Linked DNA regions of Mus musculus: regions 1 and 3 are each linked to region 2. Evidence: chromatin contacts called from public HiChIP or PLAC-seq and promoter capture Hi-C data. All regions are on one chromosome and are shown on one strand. Each heading gives the region's core, a stretch centred on a gene start, on an enhancer-like site or on the middle of the called end of the contact. The rest is flanking DNA. Distances are from core to core; before and after follow the strand shown. Region 1 has its middle 15 kb from the start of Gm26165. Region 2 overlaps Banf2os (a long non-coding RNA gene). Region 3 overlaps Bfsp1 (beaded filament structural protein 1, in lens-CP94).

What was found. Promoter capture Hi-C pulls out the DNA fragments that hold promoters and counts their contacts. HiChIP or PLAC-seq counts read pairs in DNA pulled down with a chosen protein or histone mark.
Region 1: a promoter capture Hi-C map of pre-B cells shows a contact between it and region 2, with 2.5 times the contacts expected there. The contact joins two enhancer-like sites. A contact is called at or near these places in 1 of 39 promoter capture datasets (pre-B cells), 1 of 115 datasets of contacts at active chromatin or transcription factors (embryonic stem cells) and 2 of 9 other capture datasets (adipose tissue and liver).
Region 3: a contact with region 2 is called in an H3K27ac HiChIP or PLAC-seq map of large pre-B cells, with 2.6 times the contacts expected there. The contact joins two enhancer-like sites. A contact is called at or near these places in 3 of 484 Hi-C or Micro-C datasets (B cells, the G1E-ER4 cell line and germinal center B cells) and 1 of 115 datasets of contacts at active chromatin or transcription factors (large pre-B cells).

Annotation. Positions count from the first base shown.
Region 1 is chr2:144,245,408-144,248,782 of GRCm38.p6, reverse strand. No RefSeq gene overlaps it. Among named protein-coding and RNA genes, the nearest start is that of Gm26165, 15 kb to the left of the region's middle. Within about 2 kb of position 1,277, at least 129 of the 459 cell types and tissues checked have an H3K27ac peak or open chromatin away from gene starts, as enhancers often do. A contact at or near this core is called in pre-B cells, where this site is marked.
Region 2 is chr2:144,091,098-144,094,932 of GRCm38.p6, reverse strand. All of the region lies in intron 2 of Banf2os (a long non-coding RNA gene), which reads left to right. Among named protein-coding and RNA genes, the nearest start is that of Banf2, 60 kb to the right of the region's middle. Within about 2 kb of position 1,937, at least 14 of the 459 cell types and tissues checked have an H3K27ac peak or open chromatin away from gene starts, as enhancers often do. A contact at or near this core is called in pre-B cells, where this site is marked.
Region 3 is chr2:143,837,259-143,841,019 of GRCm38.p6, reverse strand. All of the region lies in intron 5 of Bfsp1 (beaded filament structural protein 1, in lens-CP94), which reads left to right. Among named protein-coding and RNA genes, the nearest start is that of Bfsp1, 24 kb to the left of the region's middle. Within about 2 kb of position 2,164, at least 92 of the 459 cell types and tissues checked have an H3K27ac peak or open chromatin away from gene starts, as enhancers often do.

The DNA of each region.
Region 1 (3,375 bases), core at 28-2,527, 150 kb before region 2:
TGCCTCTGCCCTTTTCCCCATGGAGTACTCCCGGGATGTTTCCAAGGGCCTAGGAAATTATATTTTAATATTACTGAGTGGGCCTGGCCCTGTGTGTCACACACAGGTCAAAACAAACAACTTAGGGTGTTGGATTTCTTCCAGCTGTGGGTTGGGTATACTGAACCGGGGGGGGGGGGGGGGGGGGCCCTGGGCTTTCCCAGACGCGCTTTTGAACAGATTCTTCTGCCGACTTTCAAACCTTTAAAGTTTGTTGGGTACTGTTTGAATTTTTAGTTTTTGTGCAAAGGATAGTTCTGATTGTTTATCAGTTCTTGCCCATGAGCAGTAGTTTGTCTGATTAATGGGACAGGGCATCTCTTTGAGAGGTTTCCACCTGACATGTTTTGCTAACACTGGGCAGATGGCCACTTGTTAGGACTGTTGACTGCAGCTTGTCTCCTATCATTTGAATGGAATTAGAAATGGCCCGGGGCTTTGTGGGTCCTTGTCCTGGTTCCTTCATGTTGCAAAACCATAGGAGGGAATAATTGTACTCCTGATGGATAGCCCAAAGCAGCGAGTGCAAACTGCTGCCAGGTCAGTGTAGCCCTGGCTGTCCTGGAACTCTGTCGACCAGGCTGGCCTCGAACTCAAATCCACCAGCCTCTGCCTCCCGAGTGCTGGGATTAAAGGTGTGTGTCACCACTGCCCGGCTAGTTCGGTTCGTACTTACTATCTGCCTTGTCGCTGCTTCAGGGAGGGTCCTGCAAAGCAATTTAGAGCTTTACTGGAGACAGCTTTGTGTGTGTGTGTGTGTCCAGCTGAATCCAGCTGCAGTTACCACAGGGCCTCAGGGCTCCTTGGATTTGTTGATTGTATAAGGATTCTGACTGGGATATGAGAGACAGGGCAGAAAGTCTGGCAAGAATAGATGCCTGAAAAGTATCCTGTAGAGACAGGGAAGAAGCCAATGAGAGTGTGTGTACATAGGCCGTGTGCAGAGCGGGTGCAGCTGACTGTGGCCTGTTCCTTGAGTCCTGCGGAAGACTGCTAGCTTGCAGTGAATCCCAGAATAGGAGGAATGAGACTGCCTGTCACTTGTTAGGGACGAGAGCTGGGGGCACCTGCTACTTGGAAGGGCCCTTGTTGGGCTGAGCTAAAAGGGAAGTGAGGTCATAGATCATCACTAACAACTTGGCTGGAGTCTGATTTCAGCTTAGCCTAGGACTCCATTCAATCTGGCTGTGTTCTAGGGACATGAGTGCCAGCCATGAAGGGGTGGTGCTGAGTGACAACTCCCAAGTATAGAGCAGAGGAAACCACGTTTTAGGGTTACTTCCTCATGGAGCCCAGCTGCAGTTCAGTGAGGAGCCAACCACAGATGGGGAAGGCCTGTCCCCTGCTAAGTCCCAGCTTCAAGTCATCTTGAGGTCTCCATAGCAAAGTCCCTTGCTGTTAGAGGGAATGCTGGGGTTTGGGTAAAATACAAAACACTGTCAATCTTGACTTTTAGGTAATAGCCAGATTTTTCTTTAGCATTTCTCATGTAGTATTTGATATACTGTTTCTTTGATCTGAGATTGAATTTTTGCTGGGAATCATGTATGTTTTATTTGGTGAGTCTGTCACTTCTATGCTGAGGACTTGAAAGGTAGCTAGTGCAATTGAGGAATGGAAGTTTTGTTTTTTGGTTTTTCAAGACAGGGTTTCTCTGTATAGTCCTGGTTGTCCTGGAACTTTGTAGAACAGGCTGGCCTCGAAATCCGCCTACCTTTGCCTCCCGAGTGCTGGGATTAAAGGTGTGCACCGCCACCACCAGTTGAGGAACAGAAGTTTAAAGTTCATTTTTTTTTTAAAGATTTATTTATTGATTATATGCAAGTACACTGTAGCTGTCCTCAGACACTCCAGAAGAGGGAGTCAGATCTTGTTACGGATGGTTGTGAGCCACCATGTGGTTGCTGGGATTTGAACTCCTGACCTTCGGAAGAGCAGTCGGGTGCTCTTACCCACTGAGCCATCTCACCAGCCCCAAGTTCATTTTTTAAAACTTAGTTTACATCTTAATTTGGGGGCACATGTGCACTGTGTGTGGGCATGTGCACATGCATAACCATGCATACATGTGTTCACTAGGGATTAGAAAGCCAGGACCTTATGCTTGTTGATTATATGCCCAACCATTGAGCTATGTTCCCAGTGCCAGATCCAGGCACACTGAAATCCTAGGCTGTTTATATTTTCCTAACTAAAGCCCCTAGCATTGAGTGACATAGCCAGACCATTCCACTCAGCCCTATCTGACCTCTGTCCAGATGGGCTTGACGTAATGCAACGGTCCTGGTTTCAGGCACCTGCTGCTCAGTGGCTTATACTCAGCAAATGGAACTGGAAGTCCTCAACACTCCCTGCTGTCAGCCCCACCCACATTTCATATTCACCACAGTCTCAGGTTCCTAAGGCCCCTCATGCATCAGGGCCTCCAATCCTTCCCAACCTTAAAGACCTATATCTCAGTGGGAGTGGAGACAGCTTGGGTATTGGCATTTTATTGTTTATAATTTGGTGGGTTTTGAGCCAGAGTTTTGCTTTGTAGCCCAAGCAGGCTTCTACCTTCTCCCCCAGTGCTGGGATTACAGATGGGCACCAGTGTGTCTGCAGGGTTGATAGTATAAGAGATACGCATGTTCTTGTGAGCTAAAGTCAAGGCTGAGACTACTTGGTTCATTCAGTGTGTCACTTCCAACGAGTTGGGATAGGTCAGCTTCATCTTGCAGCTGAGGAAGATGAGGTGGAGAGACTAGGCCCCAGGACCCAAGATCCCAGCTACATCTAGGACTCTCCCTTGGGGTCAGTCAGTGAGGGACAGGACCTGAACAGACAGGTATGGACCCCTAGGCTTTGATGGGACTCCCAATCATCTCCCCTCTTTCCCAGGAATATAATAACCTTCTCCTTGGCTTTCTCCTTAGCTGGGCCTCTTCCCAGCAGGTTGAGTTAATGAAAGGCTCCCGGCCTGCAGTTTCACTTCTGTAATTTACTCGCAGTGCTGGTCTCTAATTTCATTGCTTCCTCAGCTGTCTCTTCCCACTGAGAAGCTGGTCTCTGGCTTGATTGGTCAGCTTTCCTGCTGCCAGCTGCCCAAGGGGAGAGGCTGGTTCGCAGAGCCCGTAAGAGCAGTGTGGTAAGAGCAGGAGACCGCAGTGTTCTGAGTACCCACTCACACATGTGAGGTGAGAACACTTTACCACTGAGCCAGGTCCTCAGCTCCTCTGAGTACGTTTTTAAATACTTCTTGAGGAAGTACGCAGGGTTGGAAAGGGGTTGGAGGGAGCAGGAGGTGAGCTATCCAGAGCTGTGTGTGGGCATTCTGGCTCTGGAGTCTGCCCTTTC
Region 2 (3,835 bases), core at 688-3,187:
AGGCTCCATGGTAACATTAATGACTCATAAATAAAACCATATGATTGCTTACTTTGCCCTATGATGTGCAGCAGAAAGACTCACCCCTCCCAGCTCCCAAGTGGATATGGGTGACCAAATAGACCACTCTTTATAACATGTCTAGTTTCAAGTACTTTGGCATAGAAATAATAAGCAGACTAAGACATATCCAAAGTTGCACCCAGGGAGTTTCCATTAGAAATTATATATACCCACTGTATACTGGCAGGGAGGGCATACGACCCCACCAATGGAATGTGAATAGAAATGAAGTGGTTGGGGGAAAAGGGTGTGTCTTCTTCATTTTCTTCCCTGCCTTTTTAATATCTTCATGACTAACGCAAAGGACTCAGAGGCAGCAAGGCTACAGGACTGTAAGAGATTTAGCATTTCTGAATTAACATGCAGAAGGCATGCCTGTGTACGTACACACACACACACACACACACACACACACACACACACACACATCCTGGTCTTCAAAGTGAGAAGAAGACCTGTATTGTTTCAGGGGAGTATTAGTTATATTCACAAGTGTTACCATCAACCGCCAGTGAGGTCAGCAGGAGTCTGAAGCCAGGAGGAAGGTTATAGGGCAGGGTGATAGGGGAGATTTGGGCTGAAGTCAAGCTAAAACTTTCCAACCTTGGGACTGTGTCATGAACAAAGGAAGAATGAACTTTGTGTATCCTTGATGACCTCATTGAAACCCTCCAAGTCACCAATAAACTTAGAGGGACCATCAAAGACTGTATCTGCATAGCTTGTCCACTTCTGCTACCTTGATGTTCATGAACTGCCCAATATGGTGCCTTGGACCTAGGCTGCAACTCAGCAGATCATTGCCTTGTCCTAAGACGACATACTGGAGCCCAGTAACAGCTCCACCCTTTCTGGGTGGGTGAGTCCAATGTCTCCTACATTGTACAAATTGTAGTTGATGTCACAGAGAGCAAGATCTGAGAGAGTAGTGACAGTGCGGGCCACAGACACCAGCTGCCTGAGACCCAGGCTAGCCCCTTTCCTTCTCACACTAATCTGTGATATCTCTTAAATATTTCCTTTCAACTTCTTCCCTTTCTGGTCCAGGCGAGTGCTAACTGTATTATTGACATATATACATATAGAGTTTTAATTAATACTAAAAACTTATGCGCATCACAGTGAAGTCTTTATTTTGTGACTTTGAGACAGGTTGTAGGAAAGGAAGTCTGGGGAAGATCTTGGAGATTCGGGGTCCTATAAGCTGGGTTAAGAGGCCTCTGCCTACCCATTGGAAAAGGGGTGGGGCAGTGCTGGTTTTGATTGTCAACTCGACTGGGTTATGGATCCACAGGATAATGAAGCAAACCTCTGGGCATGTCTGTGAAGGTGTTTCTCCTCTTTACCTTAGACCTGGAGGGCCCTGATGTGGTGGTTTAATCCCTTGATGGATTCATAACACCATGGCATTATTGAGGGTAGTGAAGGCAGAAGCCAGGGGAGAGCTGAACAGGCCTCTGGAGGGTGTCCTTGGGCTGTATCCTGGCTTCTTCCCATTTCCTTCTTTTTCTATGCTTTCTTGTCACCATCACGTGAACTCCTCTATGCCTCCACACCCTCTCTGCAAGGATGAGCTGACACCTTTAAAGTCATGAATCTAACTTAATCACTTCACCCTTTAAATTGTTTGTGTTTTCATCACAACCACAAACACAGTGATAGCAATTAAGAGAGAAAACAAATGAATCCCATCTCCTGCCCTACTTAACAACATCACAGCATCTTGGCCATCCTTGCTGATGGGCCATAATCATCTCCTGAGCCCTGGGGCAATGATGCTTGACCAGGCATCCTGTTGGTAGATGTGGCTCCTGCAAATGTGAAGACTTGCAGGGAAACAGATATCGGATTTACTGGGGCAGTTTCGCTTTTCAAAAGAGGAAGCTCAGAAATGAATAGACATTTTACCAAAGAGGGTCTACAGATGGCAAATAAGCACATGAAAAGAGGCTCACTGGCTTCAGCCTCTGGGGAAATGCAAATAAAAGCTATGATGAGAGATCTTCACTCTTCTCAGGATGGCTGAAATGGAACGTCAAGGATACTGGGGAGAAACTGGACAGCTCATCCGTGGCTAGTGGGATGTATAGATGGATGGTGGTATAACCACTCTGCAAAACGGCATGGAAGTTTCTGTTAAAAACTAAACTATGACACAACTGGAGAGTGCATTCCTACACATTTAGCCTAGAGATATGAAAACAGATTTGTGCAGGAGTGTCAGTCAGATGTTGACTGCAGCTCTTGGTGTCAGGGCTGTAAGTCTGGACCAGTCCAGATGGTCTCCAATGTGCTACATCCACGCTGAGGGGCAGAGGAATGAATGATCGTTACAGGAAAGTTGAATGAATCTCTAAGATATTAGGCCATGTGTGTGTGTACACAGGTACATGTGCTTTCATGGGCAAATGCCCAGAGTCCAGAGGTGTTGGATTCCCTGGGGCTAGAGTACAGGCTGGAGCTGAAGTCACCTAACATGGGTGCTTGGAACTGAACCATCCTTGTGGCTCCTCTTCCTCCTTCTGTAGTGGTAATTTTAGCTAATCACTTTGATCCTGGCTGGTCTCCTTTGCTTGCCGGATTCACAAATGAAAGACACACACACACACCCAGCTAATTTTTGATTCGCTTTGACTAGCTCAAAGGCTGGGCAGTTCTAATCCTCCCTGTGGCTAGCACACATTTCTTCCCAGTACTCCTGGCCTAACACCCTCTAATTCTATATTTTATCTTTGCTGCCCTGGCTCCTTCTGGGCAGCCCCCTAATCTTTGCTGCCTAAGAGGCTTCTGGGCAGCCCTTCCAGGAACCACATTCCTTCTCACCTACATTTCAGATGATTTTTCTTCTGCGGCTCTAAATCTAATCTGTCTCCCTCCAAATCCTGGTGATTCTCCTCTCCTTCCTTTTGCCCAGTTCCTAGGCCATGCAAATCTCCAAGACCCATGTCAGTCTACCTGCCCAGCAATTGGCTGTTGGCTCTTTATTGGTTGATCAAAAACCAATTGGGGACAAGGACTTTCAGCATTTGGACACTCAGATTCTAGATTTTGGGAGCCAGATTAATTCAAAGTATTAGAACCGATCCTCAACATTCTCCTCTTCCTCTTCCTCTTCTTTAAATTGTTTACTTGTGTGTGTGTGTGTGCGCGCGCGCGCGCGAGAGAGAGAGAGAGAGAGAGAGAGAGAGAGAGAGAGAGAGAGAGAAAGAGAGAGCGTGTAGGTGGTTTAGGTGTCTTAGGAGGTCAGAGGAAGGTAAGCTCCCCTAAAACTGGAGTTGTATGTGAATGTGAGCTGTTACACATCGATGCTGGAAACCAAACTTAAGTCCTTTGAAAGAGCAGCATGTGCCCTTAACTGCCAGGCCATCTTGAACAAATTTTTGAGATGTGTGGGGTAGCAGGAATCAAGGAAGGAGCAGGTTTGGAAGGAAGGGAGGGAGTTCAACTTCAACTAAGGCCCTTGTGGCTTGGAAATGGGGTGTGTGTGTGCCCGTGTGTGTGTGTGTGTGTGTGTGTGTGTGCCCGTGTGTGTGTGTGTGTGTGCCCATGTGCGTGCATGTGCACATGCAAAAACAGCAAAAAGTTTTAGAGCTATCTTGCATGATTTTTTTTTAAACAGGGGATGTTATTCTACAGTTATACTAAAATGAAAACTTTGACCAAAGAGATGGTCCAGATTCTGTGTGACAGATAATCTGCTCAGCATTGATCTTGAATAACACATATGTAAGGAGAACTCCCTATAACCTAGCCAATGCTGGGGACTGAACTG
Region 3 (3,761 bases), core at 915-3,414, 250 kb after region 2:
GTCGGGCTTAAATGCTGCCCTTCCTACAGCTGGGTAACCACACATCCCAAACCAATCAATTGGCATTTAGTAGACAGGTACCCTCAAGGAACAAACGAGAAAAAGATCTAAAATTCTGACTGTAAAACCCGGGGCATCTGGGTTGTCATGACACTCAGGGCCTACTGTTCAGAGTCCAGGGCATCAGGAAAAACTTAACTGGATTCTCATTTAATCACCATTTCTGACATCCTGTTTTCCATCCCCACTGGGCCCCTCATAAAGCTCTCACTGTGCAGCAGTCCCAGAAGACAATGCTACAACAAGGGGGCAACAAGGAACAGTGGTTGCCCCCTGAGTGAAAGATCACAGGAGAGAAATTGAGTCAGGCCTTAAAAATGCCTTCTTCCCAGGACATAACCATGCCTCAGGGACTAGATACTTCTCAGTGACCGTGGTTTCTTTTGAGGGAGGGAGGGGAGTGGAGAAGGGAGAGATGGAGAAATGTTTATGTAGAGAATGTGGTGTGTGTGTGTGATATGTATATAGTGTGTGTGGTGTATGTCGTATATGTGTATATAAGGTCTGTGGGTAGTGTGTGAGTATATGAGGTGATTTGAGTGTATTTGCTGTGTATGTATGTAGAGTATATTGTAAAGTGTGTATGATATGTATATTGCATGCATGTGTAATGTGAAGGGTGCGTGGGCTCTGCATGTGTGCATGTATGTGTATATACATGTGTATATGTGGGGTGTGTAATGTCAGGTATATGTGTGGCGTGTGATGTTCATATGAAGTATGACTTATTCATCTATCTGTGTAGGGCATATGTGCATGCACGTGGGATGTGTGTATGGTGTAAGTGTTTTACATGTGACTGAGGAAGTGGGTGTAGGCCCAGTCCCGGTTCTGGAGACTGTGGTTTTCAAATTGTTCCTTGAAATTCACCAGGTGTAAAATGAATTCAGTAGAATTGACTGGTACAAAAAAGGAAGAAAGCAGGCTGGAGAGATGGCTCAGGGGTTAAGAGCACTGGCTGCTTTTCCAGAGGTCCTGAGTTCAATTCCCAGCAACCACATGGTGGCTCACAACCATCGGTAGTGGGATCTGATGCCCTCTTCTGGTGTGTCTGAAGATAGTGACAGTGTGTTCATATACGTACAGTAAATACATAAGTCTTTATAAAAAATTAGAAGAAAGCAACACAATGGCGCTGGGAATAAGAAGTAACAGAATGCATGGCAGTGAGAAGTATACAAAGTTTATCCTGGAAAACTTTTGTCTTAAATGTATCTGTATATTTTTGACTACACATGTATTTGCTCAAATGCACACATATGATGTGGCCTATGGTGTGAACTATGTCACTTCCTGTGGTCTGGGTGACAAAGTTGAAAAACACAGCCCTAGATACTAAAAAGATCAAGGCCCTAGCCTCACATGGAAAATTTTAGTTCTGCGGGGGGGGGGGAGGGGGGAGACTGTTTGTCTTTCTTTGTGTGCACACATATTTTTGATGGCTATAAAACCATGATATGTATAGGAAGTGTGTGATCTATTGATGTAGGGTACATGTGCCTGCATGTGGGATGTGTGTATTGTGCATGTGTGCATGGGACTGAGGAAGCAGGTGCAGGCCTGTTATGGTCCTGGAAACCCATGTTTTTCAAACTCTTAGTTATAGTTCATTGGGTGGGAAACAACAGGCTTGGCCTGGTTTCTGAGTACATGAGGTATAACTGTTGGGTCAGGTCCTGTTCTCAGCCTCTGACACTACTGAGACTTAGCAGTTTATCTCTGTGTCTAAGGTAGGGTCTCACTTTCTCCTCTAGGTTCCCTTCCCTGTCCCTAGATTTTATTAGTCTGGTGAAGTTTGTGGATCCTTTCTCATAAAATGTTGTTGAAGGCAAAAAAAATTATTCAAAGCAAGCCAATTCTATAAAGATAGTTATCCATATGTTATCCAGTGTCCTTGACTCGAGGGGTCATGTCTGGATGAATCTGCAGCAAGCTGAAGTAACCTGAGGTGCACATGGCTTTTATATGGCCCACTTATCTATTACACACCCCAACCTTACAGCACAGCACCCTGTCGAGTGTAGGGTGTGTCCTGGCTGATACAGTCATGGCTTGCTGCCACACCACTGCTATGCACGAAGGCAAAATGCAAACAGGAAGCATGGCCTCTACAGAAAGCACAGTGCTTCCACACTGTGGTCAAGTGGACCAGTGCACGTCCATGATGCTCTGCAGGGCATGTACAGTCGCTTGTCAGTATCCAAGGGGGATTAGTCTTCACAACCCCACAGGTACTGAAAATCACACTTGCTCAAGACTCCAAAGTGCTTAGTGCTTGTATGTGAACTATGAAGTTCTCCCATAGCCTTGAACTCAACCCCAACAACTTATAACATCCAGGATAGTGTGAGTGGGTATAAGTAGTTTTATTTTTTATTATTTAGGAAATGATGACAAACATGGTTATACACACACACACACACACACACACACACACACACACACACATATATATATATTTTTCAGCAGAGGCATAATTGGTTGATTGGGACTCTTAGGATCCAGAGAGGTGACTGTTCAGTAACAAAATACTGAACATAACAAAATTGGTCTAACAAAATAACAAAAATTGGTCTAATGAACCTCAGGTGTGCCACCTTCACGGGTTGTCACAGCCCATGTATGTGACGTGGCTCCTGCGTATTTTCTCATTTTCACACTGTTCTGTAAGTCAGGGAGTGGGGCAAGCAGGTTGGTCTCTCTGTTCTGGGTCTCCCAGGGTGGCATAAAGTGTGTGTGTGTGTGTGTGTGTAGTCCACCTGGGCCCCTGCTGGAGGATCTTATGGGAGAACTTGCTCACAGTGTCGGGTGTGTGGTTGGTACAAGTCAATTCCGACAGGCTATAGTGGGGAGGACCCTGTTTAGTCAAAGAGGTTGTGCATTCCTTGGCCCAAGGCTATTCCACGCCAGCGCTGTGTGTAAAGTCCTGGGTCTAACCCTCTGCCTCCAACTTCTCCTCTTAGCTGCTGCTGCTGCTTCTGCTTCTGCTTCTTCTTCTTCTTCTTCTTCTTCTTCTTCTTCTTCTTCTTCTTCTTCTTCTTCTTCTTCTTCCTCCTCCTCCTCCTCCTCTTCCTCCTCCTCCTCCTCCCCCTCCCCCTCCCCCTCCCCCTCCTCCTTCTCCTCCTCCTTGGCTTATGTGATTAGGATTAATTTAATTAATTTAAATAACTTACTTTGTGGTGCTGGTTAAGGTTTTCGATGCTTCCAGAATGTCTCCCGGTTAGGACCTTCAGGGTAAGTTCCCTGGCCCAGCAGCATCAGCAGCATCTGGGAACTTGTCAGAAGTGCAGATTCACGGGTACATCCAGACCAGCTGTGGCCTGGCAACTCCTGTCGTAACAAGTCCTCCAGGCGGCTCCACAGGCATTAGATCCATGCCTCTAAGAACAGAGCCCGAGATTGGAGCTGGGGGCCTCTCCTTCAAGTCAGCCAAACACAGGTGCCCAAGTCCCCTGGGGATTAATTTCTTCCAGGCGGACAAGGAATGACAGACAATTCAGTGTCTTGACAGGACCTGAAAACGGTTTTATTGATTGGCAAACAGGATGAGCCCTGACCTCTTTTTCATCAAGGTTCTTTACCGCCATCTAGTGGTGAGATTCAGCATCAGCGCTTGATCAGGGCACCATCCCTGAAGCAAAACAAAACACAGGACATTTACACCCCCCCCCCCTCTCTCTCTCTCTCTCTCTCTCTCTCTC